Regions from separate parts of the Danio rerio genome. Here region 2 is linked to region 1. The links are chromatin contacts, called in public HiChIP or PLAC-seq maps. All regions are on one chromosome and are shown on one strand. Each heading gives the region's core, a stretch centred on a gene start, on an enhancer-like site or on the middle of the called end of the contact. The rest is flanking DNA. Distances are from core to core; before and after follow the strand shown. Region 1 holds the start of grk3 (G protein-coupled receptor kinase 3). Region 2 holds the start of myo18b (myosin XVIIIB).

Region 1 (3,485 bases), core at 527-3,026:
GTGCAGCTCTCAGAAGAGCCTGAATTTCACTTCACGACGCGCCGTGGGGCTCAGCTCACACACAAGCACTAAAACAAGAAAATACTAGCATATTCCCATCTGGATTAACCACAGGGAAACCTCAAGAAGCACTCTTCCCCGGAGGCTCTGCGTGGAGCCGGACTGGAGGCTTTTATGCGGACGGATATTGTGTTTTTGTTGAGTGATGTCGGAAGAGATGAAGACTTGGATCTGCGACCCAAACACGGATGGAAAAGAAAAGAGTGGTTTCTTTCGGTAAAAGCGTCGAAAAATCTAAACCTAAATCTCTTTGGGAGGAAAGCGCGTTTTGAAGAGTAGAGCGAAGCGTGTTTGGGTTAAAAGCCACGTCGTGTTGTTGTTTTTTTTCTGTCGAAACTCGTCCATATAAGCGGAGTTCGAGACGCACAGCCATGCATATGAAGTTCCGCAAGATCTAGCGCACAGATTCCAGCTTTAACGCGTGTTTTTTGTGTACTGAAACACCACAGTAGAGCGTTTTTTCAGTGTTTACTTGTCTCGAGGGTTTCATCGGACCACGTTTTGTGACACCACTCGATTATTATTATTTTTTTGTTTTTAGAAAAAGGAAACTCGGATTGCTGTCGTTCACATTTGCTTATTTCCTTTTCTAGCGCCCCCCCTCTCATCTGTAAGGTTACAGTAGAGCAGTATCTCACAGCACACCTCGTATTATATAAATAAAGTGTCGAGCAAGCAAATCCATTTTTGTTACCGAGAGGAACTGCTGTGCTTCGCACGGCACAATGCAACAGACTTGTCACTTTAAAAATAAAACAGCGCAGTTTAATTTCTCCCGTTTAATTGGCTTGTGAGATCAAGGAGATCAGCAAACAGGAGTGACAGGCGGATCTCGAGCATCTAAAATGGGGATTTGTTTGTGAGATCTGCAGGGTTTGACGCTCAGATCTTCAATTTTCGCGGATTTGGATGCAAACCGCGTCGCATCGACAGCCGTTATTTATGTTTCTCCACGCAGATTTCCACCATCTTTAAGAAGAGGAGGATGCTATATGTGTATGAAACCCTTATTATAAGTGTGCTAAATGTGATTGAACGTTAGCGCATACTAACGTCAACCGTCCGTTTTTTGCTTTATTTTTAAACCACAAGGATACCCCGCTCGTTGACATAGCGTCAGTTGTCGGTTTTAACGGTCGTTTTGGCTATCTTGATTTAGTGGTCAGTTCGTTATTCACCCGCCATCAGTATAGCTCGATTTAACGTCATTTTTTGACGGTGTTTCTACCGGTGGCAGGTGGGTCGTTCTCGGTGAACTCACCCAAAGGGGGTGGGTGCTGGATGGGGGGCTTCTGCAGGCTTCCATCGCTTAATCGATATCATCACCATCTAGAAGAAGTGTTATTATTTTGGAGGTGATGCCACGCACGTATGTTCTTCTTCCTCCTCAGTGAAAACAGAAGCCATTTCTGCAACTCCACTGGATCTGCTTCATACACAAGCACGCCGTACATTTATTCTGTGGATTTTTGTCTCATTATGGTTGATTTCTGAGAGACTTCAGAAGGGGAAAAACACGACTATTAAAACCCCGAGGCTGGAATAGATGTTCGCGCCTCTCTCGCGCATCAACATCATCATCTTCTTCATCATCAGATCGGCTCCCGCGCTTGTCTCGTGCTGAGTCCGCCCGCGCGCGCACCATCACCGGCCCTCGCGCTCCCGCACGGCCGCCTCCGGTACCGTTAGCGACTCGGTTCGACCCAGAGGGCGAAGATGGCGGACCTCGAAGCAGTTCTCGCCGACGTCAGTTACCTGATGGCGATGGAGAAGAGCAAATCGACTCCAGCGGCCCGCGCGAGCAAGAAAATCATCCTCCCCGAACCCAGGTGAGCAAAAACGACCCCGTTGATGATTTCCGACATGTTTTGTTGACATGTCAACACAATCGGCTACTAATTCATCTGAATGTTTGCCTTATCTGATGTGAACTGTGCAATTTTATCTTTTCGCTTGAAATTCTGTACCATCTTAAGCAATGGCTTCTCATTCTCACACTGTTTGCTTTCTTTCTCTTCATAAAAGTGCCATTATGTTTGGAGGTAAACACCATATTGGGTTATTATAACAGTGAATGTTACATGTCTTGTTCAGTAATAAAGAGCTAGTTCACCAAAAAATGAAAATTCTGACATGATTTACACACCCTTTTCTTTTTTTTTTTTTGCTGAACACTAAGGAAGATATTTTGGAGAATGTTGGAAACCTTTAACCACTGACCTCCACAGTATTTGGATAATGGTTTCAGGTTTTCAGCTCTCTTTAAAGCAGCTTATTTTGTATTCAACAGAAGAATCTCATAATGAGAGTGCATTAACAGTGAGTACATTTTCATTTTTGAGTGAACGATCTCTTTAAACTACTGCCTAGTACTATCCCATAGCACCTCTACAGCACTTTATTCTAAGCATCTGCAAAATCCTGATTATTGGTTGTTCGTTAACTTAGAAAGCCAATGTGACACAATTAGTGCTGTGTTTAATGTTTTTGAGGTTATTCAGCAGTTACTGAGTGAGGCCTGCTGGGAAAATTCCCCCATGTGAATCAATGGCTCTTATCACCTGTAGATTTGCAGTGATATTCACTGTAAACGGGTCGAAATTCTGATATTGGCTTCACATTTGGTGTTGCATACTCATTAAGGCATACAAATTCCTTTTGTTGGTGTTTTGTATGGCTGTTTTGAATGGTGAGACCTTGGAAACGTCTAAGAAGACATTGTGTCTATTGTACTGTAGTATGACATGGTGAATGTGTGTAGTATGCTCTTTATATCTCATTTTTGGTTTATGCATTTACCTGTTTCTTTGCACAGTGTTTATTTGCACATGGATACATTCAATATATTGGTTTCTATTGCATTCAAATCACACATCAGTTTAAGGATAACATTGATCAAGAAAGCGTATTACCAATTTTGTAGATAACCAGATTAAAATTAGAGCTGGGTGATGAGCAGGGCCACACAAAATCTGCGGACTTTGCTATTTTTGCACAGAATTTTGTAAAAAAAAATGTCTGCAAACATTTGGGAGTATCGTAACTAAAAATGTTATATATTAATACATACCTTTTTAACTTTTATTAAATGTTTACAATGCAAATCCAATTAGATTCACTTAGTTGGTAAACAAAGCAAGTCTTTTATATAATATCTCTACTAAAAGACAGAAAATATTACTTACAAACTATATTATAAATTTTATTAATTTATAATTTAATTTAATAATTTTCATATTAGTCAAATATTTTACTGAAAATAAAAACTGAATTAATATAAATGTACGTACATTTACACAAGTAAATAAAGAGACTCAATGATGAGCTGGAAATCTGCGGATTTCTGCACGCGCAGTTTCCACGTGGGCCTGGCGATGAGACACAAATCTCATATCGCAATGCAAGTCACCTCATGTCCTGATAAA
Region 2 (3,395 bases), core at 36-2,535, 150 kb after region 1:
CTGGACATAGCTGGTTTTGGCTGGGCTCTCAGCCTGGCTAGGTTGGTCAAGCTGGTTTTAGCTGTTCATCTCCCAGTCTGACCAGCAAAGACCAGGCTGCAAATAGCTGGAAAACAAGCCTGGAAATGGCCAAAACCCCTCTAAAACCAGCCTGGTCGACCAGCTAAAACCAGCAAACCAGCCTAGGCTGGTTTAAGCTGTTTTTTTTCAGCAGGGAAGAGATTCAACTTAATGTTAAAACAGCTATCATAACATTATTTATCAATATGTGTCTCTTTTTGGATTTTCGAGGTTGAAAATGTAAAACAGGAAGGTTGGGACCACTGTTTTCGTTTACATCCCTCAAAATGGTCTATATAAAATCACTATTGTCGAAAACCAAAATGGATAGTTTATAGATGTTCACACAGTCCATGATCATACTTGACAACCAATGAGTTTCCTTGTTGCATGTCACGCTGCATTCTTGATCCTTTACAACAACCAATGAGGATCGTCCTCTGATGTTGCCCGGGAATCGTTGAATAGTTCGTTACTCGACGTTTAACGCTCGTTGTTTGTTAATAAACATAGATATATATGTGGATAGTACATTTCTGTACACACAAACACAAGCTTTTTGTCAGGAATGCCCGTGCGGTCACTGATCCATCAATGTAAAAAAGTGATGTAAAATTATAATTTTCGTAATTAGAAAAGAAAATTGCATACTAACATCCAGGAAACTCCCGATCATAGATATATGTGTATATGTGTATATCTCTGGCTTTGCATGGCCACAGTCCACTGTACCTTGGTCCTGCATTCATTTCAAAGGAGCGCTACCCTGTACCAAGATGGCGGCGCTACTGACGCATTCCGTCCTATAGACAACAATAGGCCAGGCGACATCTAATGTATATATATCTATGGTTAATAAATACTAAATTAAATCATGTTGTATTCTCCTCACGAACATCTTGAATCGTCACGGTTAAGTTATTCAAAATATCTCCTTGTTGTACCAAACTAAAAGTCGTGTGTCTTTGGAAAAACGCATGGGTGAGTAACGTTAAATCTATCGCGCCCGTATGAATGTACCGTGTTTTGAAATCATCAATCTGGTCTCCGGTGTGTCCGTCCAGTTTGCCCTCGTTTACAGCACTCAAGTGTTTCCCAAACAGGGTATTGCGGCCCACCTCCTCTGACTGAGGGTTATTTATAGCGGAGACTTGTGTTAACTCAGCTGCCATGCTTATCTCCGTGTGTGTGTGTGTGTGTGTGTGTGTTCATGCCACTCTATTTCAGATTGCAGCTTCACCCTCGCAGTGACAGTGAGACTCTGAGCTTTACTTTTTGGCCTCCAACTATCTATTCTCCGGAGTTTGACACACACACTTTCTCTCATTGGATGTATTTTCCATTCATAAAGGAAGCCATCGGAAGGTATGTGTGTTCAGCAGACGTGTGTTTGTCGTTTTACTGACCCCCCAAATGTGCTCCGTTCCTCTTTAGTGGAGACACGTTTATTAATAGCTCCTGTAGGGCCGGTGTTTGTTGAGCTCATGAGTTTTGGTGCCCTGATATTGAGTGTTTTGACAGAATTTGAAGGCCTCCGCTTGGATCTGCGGGAGATTGAGGGACTAAACGTGGCTCTGCTGAAACATGAGCTCTGACTCGCAGGATCATTTTCAGCCTCTGACTGATTTGTTTTGTGTTTGCTGTGTAATGTCTGAGTGGATGACAAGATGTCGAGGTTTGGGGTGATTGGAAATGTGATTTAAATCTCACACATCAATCTGTATTTTGTTTGATGTGACCATGCGTAAAGGTAGATTTATTTGCAGAACATTATTTGGTCACACTTTATTTTAAGACACAGTTAAAGACTCAAGATGAAAGTTCTGTCATCATTAGCTCATCCTCCACTAGTTTCTTCATTTGAACACAAAAGATATACTGAAGAATGTTGGGGAAAAATTGACTGTAATAGTATTTTTGTTTTTACTATGAATGTCAATGGTTACTGGTTTCCAACATTCTTCAGATATCTTCTTTTGTGTTCAACTTAAAAAAAACCTGAGAATCATTTTAGTGTGATTAAATTATGAGTAAAATGTCAATTTTTGGGTGAACTCTGCTTTTAACAAACCATTAACGATGACGTTTGCCTCAATAAACTCCTAAATTGCTGTTTATTAATAGATATAGATCATTTCTATGTGGTCATGTCATTGGCCAATAAATATTTCGTTCCTATTATCAAACTATTTCATAAGTACGACAAGACTTAACATAATGTTAAAATAGCTATTAACAGCATATATCACAGCGATCTTTTAGGATTCTTGTTCGCGAAAGAAATTAAAATGTAAAACAGGAGATACGTTGGGACCATTGTTTTTGTTTACATCTCTAAAAAAGGTCTATTAAGGTAGCTGTTGTAGTCTGCTGAAATCCGCTGATTTTTAGCCCATCATTGAGTCTATTTATTAACTTGTGTAAGTGTGTGTCAATTTATATTAATTCGGTTTTTATTATAGTTTCAGTAATATTATTGACTGATATGAAAATGTTCACATGATTTAGTGACAATACAGCGTGTAAAGTCTTATTTTCAGCCTTTTAGGAGATCTATCATACGAGTGACGTGCTTTGTTTACCAAATAAGTGGATCTAATTAGATTTGCATTTTAAACTTTAAAGAAAAGTTAAACATGTATTATTTTTATTTCATATATTAGATTTATAATTATGATACTCCCAAAATAATTCCACATAATTCTGCAGATTTTTAACTAAATTCTCAGCAGAAATATAAAAAAAATGTCTGCAAGATTTTGTCTTGTAGAAATTTATTGTGAAAAAATGTACTTTATAAGTATTAATAAACAACCAATATCTTTATAATAGACGGATAATAAACCACTAATAGTGAGAATTGGTACTTAAAGTGTTACGAATGATTTTTACGGTACACCAAGGTACTTGTTATGCTACTACTGTATGTAACCCCTACCAAAATCTTTTGCAGTCCATGCTTTCAATGTCAGAAATTAATTTATCTAGGATTTCAACATTTTAATATTAAACAAAAACATTTTTTAGACATAGTTATAATTTCATTCTTAAAGAAACTTAAAAAAATTATTGTTTTCAAAAACAAAAAAGTAAATAAAACAACAACGTTATGCCATGTAACTTTTTACTGTATATATATATATATATATATATATATATATATATATATATATATAGCAAACAATACATTTTTATTATTTGTATACATTTTTAAAGCATTTACTGTGTACAGGGTTAATAATTTCATATTTTGAATTCATTTTGTAGCAAGCTATTAATGTTTTTTTAGTTAATTACTTAATTTATTCATTAGTTATAGCTTTTCTTTACACTTT

The links. HiChIP or PLAC-seq counts read pairs in DNA pulled down with a chosen protein or histone mark.
Region 2: a contact with region 1 is called in an H3K4me3 HiChIP or PLAC-seq map of gastrula embryo, with 3 times the contacts expected there. The contact joins the promoter of myo18b here to the promoter of grk3 in region 1. A contact is called at or near these places in 2 of 4 datasets of contacts at active chromatin or transcription factors (embryo and gastrula embryo).

What each region holds. Positions count from the first base shown.
Region 1 is chr10:49,310,587-49,314,071 of GRCz12tu, forward strand. It overlaps grk3 (G protein-coupled receptor kinase 3), which reads left to right and starts at 1,777. Exons shown (of 21, transcript NM_001134725.1): 1 at 1,777-1,889. The coding sequence starts at 1,777.
Region 2 is chr10:49,465,023-49,468,417 of GRCz12tu, forward strand. It overlaps myo18b (myosin XVIIIB), which reads left to right and starts at 1,286. Exons shown (of 36, transcript XR_012386577.1): 1 at 1,286-1,425.